Linked DNA regions of Sus scrofa: region 1 is linked to region 2. The links are chromatin contacts, called in public Hi-C maps. All regions are on one chromosome and are shown on one strand. The core of a region is the stretch at or near the end of the contact, and the rest is flanking DNA. Distances in the headings are between cores, read along the strand shown.

What was found. Hi-C and Micro-C count contacts between places; a contact is called where the count stands out from the background.
Region 1: a contact with region 2 is called in a Hi-C map of embryonic fibroblasts, with 2.1 times the contacts expected there. The contact joins two enhancer-like sites. A contact is called at or near these places in 5 of 47 Hi-C or Micro-C datasets (embryonic fibroblasts, fetal heart ventricle, heart right ventricle and 1 more) and 1 of 2 datasets of contacts at active chromatin or transcription factors (skeletal muscle).

The regions. Positions count from the first base shown.
Region 1 is chr2:116,702,994-116,706,349 of Sscrofa11.1, reverse strand. The region is part of intron 14 of MCC (colorectal mutant cancer protein); the gene reads right to left. Among named protein-coding and RNA genes, the nearest start is that of TRNAE-CUC, 88 kb to the left of the region's middle. Within about 2 kb of position 1,714, at least 14 of the 83 cell types and tissues checked have an H3K27ac peak or open chromatin away from gene starts, as enhancers often do. A contact at or near this core is called in embryonic fibroblasts, where this site is marked.
Region 2 is chr2:116,635,304-116,638,605 of Sscrofa11.1, reverse strand. It overlaps MCC (colorectal mutant cancer protein), which reads right to left. Exons shown (of 19, transcript XM_021084624.1): 6 at 2,491-2,633. Among named protein-coding and RNA genes, the nearest start is that of TRNAE-CUC, 160 kb to the left of the region's middle. Within about 2 kb of position 1,740, at least 4 of the 83 cell types and tissues checked have an H3K27ac peak or open chromatin away from gene starts, as enhancers often do. A contact at or near this core is called in embryonic fibroblasts, where this site is marked.

The sequences.
Region 1 (3,356 bases), core at 465-2,964, 68 kb before region 2:
TTTTTTTTTCTGTCTTTTAGCCATTTCTTGGGCCACTCCCCCGGCATATGGAGATTCCCAGGCTAGGGGTCGAATTGGATCTATAGCCACCGGCCTACACCACAGCTCACAGCAACGCCGGATCCTTAACCCACTGAGCAAGGGCAGGGATCGAACCTGCAACCCCACGGCTCCTAGTCGGATTCGTTAACCACTGAGCCTCGATGGGAACTCCGAGACCCAAGCATCTTATACGATTTGCAGATTTAGAGTCAACACCACTCAGATTCTCCATACCTACTTCCTTTTCTTTAAAGTGAAGGTAATACACTGTATGCCTCCTGAGCCTGTGGTGAGGATCAAATGAGATAAAATGTTTGGAATGATGCTCCTCTGCAACCCCGCAGAGTACTCGATAACTGTAACTTTCTCTCATTCATTCAAGAAATATTGGAGTGCTCACCATAGATCACTTTTCTAGGTCTTAGGGGAAAAAAAATATCTGCCTTCAGGAACTCAAATTTTCTTTTTTTTTTTTTTCCGAGTCATATGGAAGTTCCAAGGTTATGGGTTGAATCAGCCTACACCACAGCCATAGCCATGTGGGATCTGAGCTGCATCTTCGACCTCTATCACAGCTCACAGCCACCCCGGATCCTTAACCTGCTGAGCAGGGCCAGAGATAGAACCTGCATCCTCATGGATACTAGGTGGGTTCATCACCGCTGAGCCTCAGTGGGAACTCTGGGAACTCAAGAGTCTAACAGGGGAGATAAAGAGGTAAAATGTACAGCATATTAGGCAGTGAGACATACCAGGGAGAAAAATGATGCGCTTATGGGCAGCACTAAGGGGATCAGGTGACTCTTCCAAACAGAGTTACAGAGAAGGCCTCTGTGACTGAATTACACGTGAGTGGGCCTAAAGGAGGTAAGAAGGGGAGCTGTGTGGATATTGGATCCAGACGGAGGACCTAGCAAATGCAGAGGCCTGAGGCAGTAGGACAGCAAGAATGAGAGTGTTTCTGAATTGGAATCAGTCAGGGGACAGGGAAGAGAGCTGGTCAGAGAGGATGTGGTCCTAGGGGCAGGGGCCTGAACATGTAGGGTCTCGAAAGGGTTGTGTACTTTCCTCTAGAATTAGAACGGAAGCCACTGGAGGGTTTGTAATAGAGGAGTGACGTGATCTGCCTTTCATCTTATAGGATCCCTCTGGCTGCAGGGAGATGAGAGCAGAGGCAGCCAGATGTTTTACGGGCTATTGCAACAATTGGGAAATACAGTGGAAGCTGGGAAGGCAGGAAGGAGGTTAAAAATGATTAATCATCAGTGTCATGTGTTCCTACGCTGAGTTTTAAAGAGGACTTGATGGGAGAAGCAGTAACAGCCTCCAGTTGGGCCACTTCAGGTGCAACTGCCTCAAGAAACAAAGCAGCTCAAGAAAAGCATGAAAGAGCAAACAATACCACCAGCAGAGGGCACCAGGGAGCCAGCGGGTGTCTGAGGATGACAGCTGCCCAACAAGAGGGACTTATCCTAGGGAGAAAAAAGGTCCTTCCTTAGACATCTATGCGTTCTTTACTAAAGACCTGTTTGCTAACAGCGGCATGGCAGGCATGCCTCACACAAAACCACTCAAGAGGACTCCGAGCTCGCCTTCAAGCATTGTCAACACAATGTGGAGAAACAGATGCCTAGGGTTCCATGTGTGAGCAGCAAAACCATTTACCGCACATTCCATAGGGCTGAGTGGGGAGACGTGCTCCCAGGAGAGGCACATTTGGACAGTGCAGTGCTGGGAAATAGCAGTGCTTCTCTTGCCATGAGTTGGTAGGAGGCTTCAGTTATGAAAGCCTTTCCTGTGAAGCTACGACTCAGCACCAGAGGGTCACTCTACAACTCTAGTCCTTCTTTCCATTAAAAATTATTTTTGGGGCGATCCCGTCGTGGTGCAGCAGAAACGAATCCAACTAGGAACCATGAGGCTGTGGGTTCGATTCCTGGCCTTGCTCAGTGGGTTAAGGGTCTGGCGCTGCTGTGGCTGTGGTGTAGGCCGGCAGCTGTAGCTCCGATTAGACCTCCATATGCTGCAAGTGCGGCCCTAAAAAAGGACAAAAGACAAAAAAAAATATATATATATATACCATTTGTTTTATGTACTTATTTATTTGGTCTTTTCGGGAGGGGTGGGGGGCAGGCGTACTTGCGGCATATGGAGGTTCCCAGGCTGGGAGTCTCAAACTGGAGCTGTAGCTCCCGGCCTGCACCACAGCCACAGCAATGCTGGATCCGAGCTGCCTCTTCGATCTACACCCCAGGCCATAGAAATGCGGGATCCTTAACCCACTGAGCCAGGCCAGGGATCGAACCTGAGTCCTCACGGATACTAGATGGGTTTGTAATTGTTGAGCCATGATGGGAACTCCCAGTCATTTGTCTTAATGCACCCTTCCACTGATTCTGAGGCAGAGCCAGGCTTCTGAACAACTAGTCTACCCCACAGGATAAGTGGGTATTTGCAAAGTAGCCCGAAAGGTAATGGGACCGCATCCCAGATTCTCTAGGGAGAGGCCACTGTACTCCTGGGCTGATGTGGTGGGTCCCAGCAGTTATGAGCAGGTCTCTGCCATCAGGCAGACCCAGTAAATGTTCTTCCTCTGTCACTGCTGAGCTTATGGCCCAGAATAAATCACTAAACCTCTCTGGCCTGTGATGAAGTGGAGATACTAACAGTTCCCACATCACCAGGTTATGCAAAAGAGACAACAGGTCCTAAAGCCAGCACCCTTCTAACCCCCCACCCCCAACACACGGTACTCGTTCTGGGGGAGGAAGAGGGACAGCTGTGTCACTGGTCCCACAATCCCCAACATCAGTCCCACGCCACCTACCTAGCAGGTCCTGCAAAAAACCACTGCTCTGAGGGAGGAGCAAAGCAGCCAATGCTTGACTGGACTTGAACCTCCCCACCTCTGAACTGTCTGGGAGATATACATGTGGGTGGGCAGAAGCTGCCAGGCTCCGGGGTGTCCTGGGGCTCTCTAGGGCACCATCTCTGGCCAGGCAAGGAAGGCTTTTGTTTCACCATCTCTGCTGTGGGCAGAGTGTTAAGAAAGGAAGCAAAAGAACAAAAGGACAAAAGATCTCCCTCCAAGGATATTCTACCCCTGTGGGCAGCTCAGAGCTGCAAGATGCTTTTGCAGGGGGAAGTTTAATTTCGAGAAAAGCACCTAGACTCGCCGCCTCTCTGGCTTCCCTCCTCCGTCTTCCAGGACACCAGCAGGGGACAGATCAGGCGGGGTTAATGACAATTCTGCTTTGTGCTCTTCACGTTCCACCGCGGAATATGATTATGACAACAGTGAGAGGCGGGGAAGC
Region 2 (3,302 bases), core at 491-2,990:
ACTCTGCATGTCAACTTTCACGGCTGGCTTCAGTAACTATCTAAACAACATGATGTCTCCCAACTGCTTTTCTTCAGCCCAACCTCTTCTGGCTTATGTATAACTACTGTCTTCCCAGCGACTCCACCCAGATACTTCCAGATGTCTCAAACTTATGGCCAAACAAAACACAAGACCTCAACCTACCCCCAACCCTCCCCCAAGCAAAACAAAGCCAAAATCAGAGCAAATCGACCTGGTCCTTTTTCCTTTGCTCCCATATTGGTGACTGGCTCCACTGCCCATCCAGTGTGCAAACCCAACACTTCGAAGACACCTGCACATATGTACCTCCTCCTTCACCCTGTTTCCTATCCTTCAGCAGATCTTGCCAATTTTATACCTTTTCTACAACTCCTCTGCTTTTCCACATCTCAGCTGCCACCACCTTAATCCTAGCTACCCTTTTGCCCACTTAAGAGTTTAGCAATGGTTTCCTAGCTGACCTCCCCCATTCACTCTTTCTTTTTTTTTTTTTTTTTTTTTTTTGCCTTTTTTAGGGCCGTACCTGCACATGGAAGTTGCCAGGCCAGGGATCGAATCTGAGCTACAGCTGCTAGCCTACACCACATCCACAGCAACTGGGGATCCAAGCCAAGCCTTCAACTTATAGCACAGCTCAGGGCAACACCGGATCCGAAACCCACTGAGCAAGGCCAGGGATTGAACATGCTTCCTCATGGTTACTAGTCAAATTTGTTTCCACTGAACCACGAGGGGAACTCCCCCCCATTCACTTTTGATCCACCAATTCTTTCTCTTCACTCTGGTGTGACTGATTCAAAATGCAAATCTGATCATCTCATTCCCCCGCCTCCAACTACTAAAATCATTAAGTTGGAGTTCCTATTGTAGCTCAGCGGTACAACAAACCTGACTAGTATCTATGAGGACTTGGGCGCCATCCCTGGCCTTACTCAGTGGGTTACGGATCTGGCATTGCCATGAGCAGTGGTATTGGTTGCAGATGTGGCTTGGATCTGGTGTTGCTGTGGTTGTGGTGTAGGTCGGTGGCTACAGCTCCGATTTGACTCCTAGCCCGGGAAACTCCATATGCTGGAGTGTGGCCCTAAACAGAAAAAAAAAAATCGTCAGTCATTTCTCGTGGATCTTTGAATAAAGGTCAGACTCTGACATACTCCCTAAGCTCTTACATGATCTGGTTCCTGCCTACCTCACCACGCCTCCCTCTCACACCTCCGTGCCCTCCATACAGGATGAATTTTTTTCACCTCCTTGAATGCACCTGTCCCCCTTCTCCTGCATCTGTCCCCCTTCTCCTGAATGCCAATTCCTCTTTTACCTACTCAATTCCTCCTCCTCCAGATCTCAGCTTAAATGTCAGTTCCTAGAGGAAGCTATCTTGGAAATCCTAAACTGAATTCCTTTGATACATGGTCATGGTGCTATGTTTCTTGATGTTATAGCACTTATATACATTTATAATTAAACATAAATGTTTAATATTTGATTAAAGTCTCTCTCCTCAATGCAACCTGAAGTTCCGCTGTAAACTGTACTATGCTTACTCTTCCTTCTTTTTCCATCACTTGTCTACATGTGAACATTTCTTAAGATGGTGCCTCTCCCCGTTTTGATTCCACACCCTCTCCACCAAAGGGATCTCCTTGCCTCATAACTTCAAAGCTTTTATCCTCAACCCCAATCTCTCTAGAGATCTAGTTAAGCATCTCCAAGTAGACCAGGGGTTTGGCAACATTTCGACTGCAACTCACAGCTGGAACATTTCACTTGGCAACTTACTGTGTATACAACACATGCAACAAAAATGTTTCGTGAAACAATGCTGTCATTCTACGTTTTTCCTTTTTGATTTCAATTAAAACATATTTTATTTTCCATATGATTTTATGACCCACTCATGGGTCATGACCTGTACTTCAAAACACACCATACCCACACGCTGTACCAGAACTGCAGCCTCAAAAGATAATACATCTATTTCCCAACTCATTTCTCAACCAAATTCCCTTACTAAAGAATATGATTATTCTCTTAGTCACCCAGGAAGAACCTATCAAAGTCATTTTGGATCCTTCTTTACCCACAAGTTGCTAAAACCCACTGGTGGTTCGTCCACTGCAATGTGTCACCATTTATTCCATCTTCCATTCCTGGCATCCCAGTTCAGATTCTACTGTAACTTGGGACCCTGCAATAGCCCTTTAACTGGTTCTCTACCTCCAGACTTTTCAGATAGAGGTGACATATACTTGAATCACAAACATCAAGGCAGACAGTGAATTCAGCATTTAGGTTCCATATTGACCAAAAAAGAACTATGTAAAGAACTGACATTCATGGCTCTTTGTTGACTCCACAAGCTCCTTGATTAATTAAATTTTAATCTAGGTTGCCTTACATTTCTAAAGTTCCTATTACAATCCAGAAACCAAACTCTGGCTTTGTGGTCATGGCAGGTAGACTCACCCATGTCTGCAGTGACCATGGTGGACTGGTTTTCAGGGATGGAGACGGAGGTCTGGTCTTGGTCCACACTGCGGGAGTCCTCATTGACCTCGTGTTGACTCTGGCTGAGTTCTGATCGCAGTTCTGAGTACTCATCTTCCTCCCTGAGAAAAAAAGGGGAGTCAGCTGCCACTGAAAGAGGTGGAGGACAAATCCCCGGAGAACCTGTCTTTTAAGGACAAGGAAAGGACGTTCACGAAGAAAACGGGCAGGTCTCTTCTCCAGGCTACATGAAGCAGGATTCCCTTCAGGCAAAATAGATGGGCACAGCAATGGCCAGTATTTGAAACAGAAGGTTTGCTTCTATGTCCATATACACACCCAAATACCAAACCAGATTCATCTAAGAGCCTATTAACACTTTCCCCCTCCAAAGATTTCCTAAAGAAATTAGATTTCTTCAGCCCCTCAAATTCTGATGTGAAAAAGAATGGAGACTGCCAGCACGGAGGCTACAGTGAGCAGCATGATTACAAGTCTGGTGAGGAGTTCCCGTTGGGGCTAGCAGTTAGCGAACCTGACTAGTATCCATGAGGACATGGGTTTGATCCCTGGCCTCATTCCGTGGGTTAAGGACCCTGCGCTGCTGTGACTGTGGTGTAGGTGAGGAGCTATAGCTCTGACTCAACCCCTAGCCTGGGAACTTCCATATACTGTGGGTGTGGCCCTAAAAAGACAAAAAAAAAAAAAAGTCTGGTGAATAGTAATGGCTCATCACCACCAGGGTTCCACTGGTGGGCTTCCTTCTTGGCAGGGGACATAAGAAGTGTTGA